Linked DNA regions of Oryzias latipes: region 2 is linked to region 1. A link is a contact called in public Hi-C data. All regions are on one chromosome and are shown on one strand. Each heading gives the region's core, a stretch centred on a gene start, on an enhancer-like site or on the middle of the called end of the contact. The rest is flanking DNA. Distances are from core to core; before and after follow the strand shown. Region 1 holds the start of pygb (glycogen phosphorylase, brain form). Region 2 holds the start of LOC111948736 (zinc finger protein 135-like).

Region 1 (3,796 bases), core at 787-3,286:
TCCACTGCATCCCGCTCTCCGTCGCCTGCACTCGACCATAGAAGTGAACCGGCAGCATGTACTCGGGCCTCGCCTTCTCCCAGGGGTTTCCATATCGCAGCCAATCATCTGCCTCTTCTACCTAAAGGGCGGACCACTGTAGCAGCTCAACAGCACAACAACACATCAATCATGTGGGCCGGCCTACCTGCCATCCATTGCAGATTTTCTGATTGAAGATCCCAAACTCGTAGCGAATCCCGTATCCGTACGCAGCCAAACCGAGAGTCGCCATGGAGTCCAGGAAACAAGCTGCAGCATGCAGAAAGAGGCGGAGCCAATACAAAATGTGACATAAACTTGAATTAAAATTCTGTAAAAGAATTTACTTTTACTGAACTGAACAGCTTTGCTTATAGATTTAGTTTTCCTTAGCTTTGAGCAGGTTTCTGATCTGGTTCTTAGCAGGTAAAGACTCACCTGCCAGGCGGCCAAGTCCACCATTTCCCAGACCAGCATCCTCTTCAATCTCTTCCAACTCTTCAAGGTCCAAACCCAGCTGCGCCCACACACACGCGCAGGGGACGGTTGTTATAAAAACAGAGGAGCCCAAGAATGGATCCAAAAGACAAAGATCAACAGAGATGAATAACAAGTGCACACACATATATACATATGCAAATACAGGTGCACAGGCGAGTTGGTACCTGGTAAATGGCTTCATCGCAGGCGTTCTGCAGGCCCAGATTGATCATAGTGTTCTGCAGAGCTCGCCCCATGTAAAACTCCAGGGACAAGTAGTAGACCCTCTGTAGACAACAGCAGACCGTCAACCTGCATTTTTCTTCTGCTCCTGATTCACAGCTATTTGAATAAAGAACTACTCATAAATGAAATTTTAAATGGAATCTGTATCTATGTCCTCCATCCTCTCATAAATGCGAAACACACCAAAAACATGATTTTCCTGGAGTAGGTCTCTAAGGAAAAATGCTTCATTCTAAGTTAGGACCTCCTCTAGAACAGCATCAGTTGCCATGGCAACAGCAGAGAAGCTACTGCACACCGGCTGCTGTTTCAGCAGATCCATCAATCCTGATCCTGAACTTGATTTATTGTCAGACCGACAGAACTACTGGGGTTGAAAAACAAAACAACGTTTGACAATAGCGAACTTCTGATTTTTTTTTTTTTTTTTGTAGTTAACATTTTTTCTTCATCATGTGTGTAATCTCGATGTAAACGCCCATATGACTTGGACCTTCAGCGTTCAAGCTCACGAAAACTTCCGGGACCAGCCGAATGTACCTTCGGGTCCTTTTCGTAGTAGTTCTGCTGGGTTCGTATCCATCGGCCCACCACGTGGTCCCGGACCGTGTGGGCCAGGGCAAAGTAGTAGTCGCGGGGCGTGGCCACATTCCGGTCCTTCACGAGCGTGAAGTGCAGGTGTCGATTAAAAGTCCGTTTGATCTCCGTCACGTCCGCGAGCCCCGCGATCCCGCGCACGCTGATCTGCTTCCGCCTCTCGTGGTCTGTCACCGGCGCCGCCATATTGGCACTTCCAATTGGAGGGGGTAAGACACGAAGGAGGCTGCAGTAGAGCGCACCCGACAGGTGAAGCGAGGGGACCCCGGCGCCCCGCCCTCCGCATAACTTGGAGAAAAGAATGCGTGGCCTACACGGAACGAGAGGTTCAAATTTTCACGGAGGGATCGACCAATAAAAAGTTTCACAAAGAACTGGAATGATAAACAGGAGGTCTCACTTTGATTTTTTTTTTGGTCGTGCACAAAGGGGAATAGAAAGAACTGTCTCGGTCTGGCACCTGCGACAGACTGGCCAGCTTTCCAGGATGTCCCCTGCCTTCGCCCACAAGTACCGTGCCCCCGAACGGGACAAAACGGGTTTAGAAGATGAATGAATGAATGCCTCGGTCTGTCTTCAAACTCAAACAGTGTCTTAGTGCCACCCAGTGGTCTTATAAAAATAAAAATTGCACTCTCCCCCATGGTTTTGAACAACAAAAACTACAATATTTTGTTTTATGGCGGATGGCACACAGCGTTGAGGTGCATTACCACCTATTGCTTCTCCTGCTCAGGCTGCTCCATCTTCTGCTCCTGAACCCACAGGTATGTGTGACTTGCTCTACAACTCTGAGTTGAAACAGATGAGCCATTTCCAGAATAAGTTGTTCTATTTAGCATTTTTCAATCACTTACCTCATCAACTGCTACACTAATGTGATATTAAATGTTGTGACTCTAAACTCTGAAAAAGAGGTCATCAAGCTCTTGAAGGGTTTGGGAGTGGCTCTTAAAAAAGGCATTGTGGGTCAGTCCTTGGAGGACATGACACAGGACCAGATTCTGTTGGCTTCCACGCCACGGCTCCCTCTGCAGAGAAGTGGACCATGAAGGGGTCTGTCACTCGGAAGACTTCATTGGACGAGTTGTTGGTAGAAGCCTGTCCCAGCCCGTGCAACAGCTGGACCGAAACTCCCTCGTTGCAGATGCTTGTTGTGCTGAGGACCTGATCAGAAACATAGAAAGAAGTATCCGGGACCTCGTTCTTTAAAGATGTTCTGAACCGCTCTTAGTCTGACTCGTTACTATAGGACCTGTCTGCCATGGGAGACCCTAACAAGGGTGTCATCTCCAGACAGCTTAGCTCCTAGGATCACTGGAGCACGCAAACCCCTCCACCAAGGTGGCGGTTCACGGAGGGGAGTTTTTTGTTGTTGTTTTTTTAGTACATATAAGGAATATATTTCTTAAAACACATTTTTACACAGTTTCACACATTTACAGTTTTATACATGAGGGATATCAGCTTTATGTCCACAATAAAGACCCAGAGGACAATAAAGACCATAGTCCAGGTTGATGGATAGGATGAAGGGGGAGGGAGTGCAGAGGATGAAGAAGCCACCAAATGGTTCCCAAGCGCAGCTGTGTCTGTAGCTCATTGCTCCCCCAGGGGATGGGTCAAATGCAGAGGACAAATGTCACACACCTAGGTGTGTGACAGATAATGGGACTTTAATTTGTTGGTATTCCAAGAAGTTATTTATTCCATGTTTTTCTTGTAGTTCCTGGAGTGTTATGAATCTTCTATCAATAATGAAGTGCTCTAGTAGTGTAACGCCCCCTGCTTGCCAAGCTGGGAAGTGTAACATTTTTTTGTTCAAAAGGATGTCTGGGTTATTCCAGATGGGTCTCATTTTGCACAGTAAAAGTAAAGAGTTTGACACTTTGAGAAATTCCTACCAGGCTGTTAAAGTGGCATTTATATTACTACTTTGGAAGCAGTCCTGTTTTTTAACTGTTTGGCTAGTAAACGGTTGATCTGACAGGTTGATCTTTCCACATAACGCCTGTTCCAAGTCCATCCACACACAATTCTGACAATGTCAGTTACACATCACTAAAACTATTGTGCAGGAAGAAAGACAGACATAAAGAAAGATAGATATCAATTACAAAGCCCTTATTGAAATAATTAACCAGAGAGAAAGAATAAAAAAATTGTAGATTGAATGGCTTGAAGCAAAAAAAAAGAAGCGGATGACTCTCATGGTCGAAAAGTAACAAATGTGCGTTTGGCCTTTTCCATCTCTTACCTATAAACAACTTCCTTTACCCAGTTTAATTTTTACATGTAGTCAAATAGACTAAAAAGAGGAGTAAACCTTAGCAAACATGAAGCCTTTCTTCCTCTGTACACAGTTACAGACATGTTTATGTGCTGCTTTTTACACAAACGCATGCAAATAAGTTCAAGCTGTAGGTTTAAAACACAAAATATGACGTAAAAA
Region 2 (3,804 bases), core at 494-2,993, 400 kb after region 1:
ATACATATTTATAGTGAAATAATTTAGAAAAAGTTTTTTAAACATTTGTTTTTACTTATTTATTAAGTATTTTTGAAAAAAGTATTTTAACCTCTTTGCAAGTTTAATAATCAGTTGGTATTTTATTCAAATTAATTTACACTAGGTATGAGTGTCGTGTATTGTGTTATGCTCTGTCAATTTGTCAATAAAGTTTATAAAAAAGTTTACATTTTTGTAAATGGTTTTATTTTTCATTATTATTGTTTTGCAAAACTTATTTAAACTGCAGTTTTAAAATGTTTCAAAACCTACGAAACGTCAGTAGCGACATCTTCTGAATCTTTACGACAGCGAGCAATAATTTTTGACTTTCAACTTCATGAGCTGACCAATGAGGGGCGGGCTGCGCCGTCCATTAGCCAATCAGCAGTAAGGAGAGGAGGCGGGCCACGCAGCTGCAGCGTCTGTGCCGCAGCAGCGTCTTGCCGCTCCGCTCCGCAGCAGTGTCGTCGCCCTCCAGCTTCAGTTGAGATTTAACAGCGGTACCGACCCACGACATCAGACGGTACCGAACCAAACCAAACCGTTTCAGGCTGAATTGTTGGTGTCTACGAACAGCGGGGACTGTGGCACTGGAAGGGAACGCGGGCGGCTTAGTGCGCAGGCGCATTCTAAGTGTAATTGCTCGAAACTGGAACCAGTGTCTACGGGGCGGAAGTGAGCGTTCGGCACCGGCAAAGGCTTGGAACCAACCGAGGACTCAAGAGGCGGACTGCGACACAGAGACCCGGATACCTACCGCTGCCCCTCCCTTCCACAGGTCCACTGATTTCCCTTCTCTCCTCCTGACCGTCCTCCATCACTTACCCTCCTCCTCAGCTCATTGTGTTCGGGCCGGAGTTGACTCCGACTGGCCCTGAGTGAGCAGATCAAACAGGAAGTTCAGGTGATTTTTGCTGCTGCACGTCATATCAATCAGATCACAACCAAGGCACAGCTCCTTTATAATTGATGAGTTTCGTCAGAAGACTAAACTGCAGCGGCACTGTCTCTGCTCTGATGGTGGCTATTTAACATAATCATGTGGATTTAAAGAAATCACAGTTCTGGTCTTTATGGGTCCGGTGACAGAACTTGACCGCAGCTGATCCACCACACCGACACAGAATGAGAGATTCCCGGGAAAAACACGAATCCGTTCAAAGGTTTCTGGTTCACTGATCAACCGGCATCACCACAGAAACCCCCCCTCAGGTGTAACGTGAAACTCGCCTGGCCGGTTCACGTAGGTGAACGGGAGATTGCTGCATCAGGCAAAAATAAAATTCCTTTATCAAGGGAAATGTGTAACTTTCCATTTAAACTATTTTTTAAATGTATTTGTTTTTCCAATTTGACTGCATTTTTGTTTGTTAAGGTCACTGTGAGCTTCATTGAACGTCCTCTGGTGTTTTGGGAAGTGTGCACTTCTATTTTACTAATTTTTTCTCTGTTTGTAGAAATGTTAAATTCTATTTGTAGCTTGAAACAATTTTTTTGGTGCATTTTCAGGTCTGTTGTATTTTTCCCATTTTTTCGTGCTTTTATTTTCTAGTTTCAGTTTAAAATTGCGTGATCGTATTGTGAAAGGCAATCTTCCGTCTTTCCGGTGTTCGCGACCATTTAATCCTTTCCCACAATGCTTTGTGTCCACGTCCTCAGCTTCCTGAGCATTGTGACGTCCGCGGTGGTTCCGCCGCGCCTGTGTCTCGGTAAGTGACCGAACCGGGCTACGGTTCGGCGGCCCACTCTTTTATTTTGGCAGCTATCGTTGCTTCCTCTCCGCTGACAGCCGGAACTCCGCAGCAGGAACCTCCATTTTCCTGTCGCGCGCCCCGCCGTACGCTGGACGCCGCCCAGCCGCAGGTTCGGTCCGTCTTTGCGCAAAAAAACCCCGCGAGGGTTTCGGCCGGCAGATAGATGCCGAGCGCGCGAGCTGCACACTGGGGTGAGGGGCTCGGGATGATGGATGTCCCGGCGGCTCCTTCTGCGGCTGCGCGGTTACCGAGGATAGGCGGTTTACCTCACCGATTCGGTAGTGAACCCGCGCGGCTGAGGCACCAGTCGGGCTTGTGAATCATTGCGATAAAGGGGTTCGGTGCGTGTTTTTACAGACGGATGTCACGTGACGCTACAAGGCGATCAGTCCATTTCGGTGACGTCACTGACCACAGTGAATAACTGCCAGCTGTGAGGAACCTCCTATTCTGCATTGGTTCTGGTCTCTGCCGCTCCTGTGATCTATAATAGAACCGGTCCATGGTAAAGTTCTGTTGGGGGATCCGTCAGCTGTGCTTCAGTGTCCTGCTGTAACTTGATTCCATTGTTTCCTCTACAGTACGCTGTTGGAAATCTTTCTGCTGGCCTTTCCAGTATTCTTTATGGTTACGGTCGACCCAAACTAATATTTCTTTCCAGAGGCATCGACACATGTTGATGTTCTCTGTATTGCTTCCTGTTTCTTCGGATGGCTCTGTCTGAGTCCCATGCAGACCACAGTTCTGATGAGACAAAACATCCTTCATCCTTAGTTGCAGAGCCTAGTGAGCCGGCGGGATGTGTGCCTACTGATCTCCCAGGTGAAGGTTCTGGAGAATTAGAGTCTTGTCCAGACTCAAGCAACAGGATAGAAGCAGCTGTCTGGTTTTGTTGGTCCAACTTTAGTGTTCAGGTTTCTGACCTAGTTCGCCTGTTTCCGGTTCTGCGTTGGTCCTGTTGGACCGTCCGAACCTGTCTGATCATTGATCAATGACCAATGTGCTTTCCCGCAGGTTGCAGCTCTTCAGCCCCTTGGCCCGTGCAGGATGGAGGACTCTGAGGTGGAGCTGGCGGTTTCGGAGTCAGATGCTCTGGGCGCAGACTTCATCACAGTGGAGCTGGACACGCAGCCCATTGAGTACGTGGTGAAGTGGGCGGAGGTGGGCTCCAAGTTCACCATCTCTTGCGTGAAGAAGGACTCAGACGATCCAGGAGACCTGACGGCCGAGCAGCTGAAGATCGAGACGGACGAGGCCTTCTTTGCGCCGTACGAGGAGGTGTACCCCTGTGAGGTGACGGAGCAGAGCGTAGAGATAAAGACAGACTCTGACGAGGATGATGAGAGTGCGCAGGTAGAACACGAGGTTCTGCTGGAGGCGGGGAGCAGCCACCTGGATGGCGGGGCAGACTCGGACCAGGCGGACTACGAGCCAGTGGAGCGGCAGTTCCGCTGTAGCTTCTGTGGGAAGAGCTACAGCCACGCCTCCAGCCTGTACCGCCACCAGCAGACGCACACTGGCAAGGGTGGGACACCCCCTGCCGCCAAGCGAGCTTTAGAGCCCGCCCACCAAGAGGCCCGCTACACCTGCCCCCACTGTGGGATGAGCTTTAAAGGCAGCCGGTACGTACACAGGTCTCCTCTGTGGGAGGGTTTAACCTGAGGATCTGATATGTTTTTCCAAGATAAGAAACGCCGCCCATCAGAACCCCAGCCTGTCATTCAGTGGTGCCAAACGCTCCGCCTCCAGCGTCTGTGGAGGTTTCCTGATCTCAAAAGCTGTTCTGCTTGCAGAGATTGGTTCAGTAAAAACTATCCGGTTCTACCTTTGGGAAGCTTGGCACTTGTGTTACTGTGAGTAGACTGATTATTAAAGGTTCCCTACATGTGATCAGCTGGTGGTCAGGTCAGTCTTTCTTGTGGGGTGGAGCTTTTCAAATGGCGGCCCATAAATGGCTCGCAATAGATTTTTGAGTGACTTAGACCACCATGACTCAAAATAATGGGAGTAAAAAAAGGGTCTATAT

What was found. Hi-C and Micro-C count contacts between places; a contact is called where the count stands out from the background.
Region 2: a Hi-C map of embryo shows a contact between it and region 1, with 11 times the contacts expected there. The contact joins the promoter of LOC111948736 here to the promoter of pygb in region 1. A contact is called at or near these places in 3 of 5 Hi-C or Micro-C datasets (embryo and gastrula embryo).

The regions. Positions count from the first base shown.
Region 1 is chr15:12,549,916-12,553,711 of ASM223467v1, forward strand. It overlaps pygb (glycogen phosphorylase, brain form), which reads right to left and starts at 2,037. Exons shown (of 20, transcript XM_011484217.3): 1 at 1,288-2,037; 2 at 687-788; 3 at 460-538; 4 at 188-291; 5 at 1-121. The coding sequence starts at 1,530.
Region 2 is chr15:12,954,658-12,958,461 of ASM223467v1, forward strand. LOC111948736 (zinc finger protein 135-like) reads left to right here and starts at 1,744. Exons shown (of 3, transcript XM_023963075.1): 1 at 1,744-1,887; 2 at 2,793-3,400. The coding sequence starts at 2,826.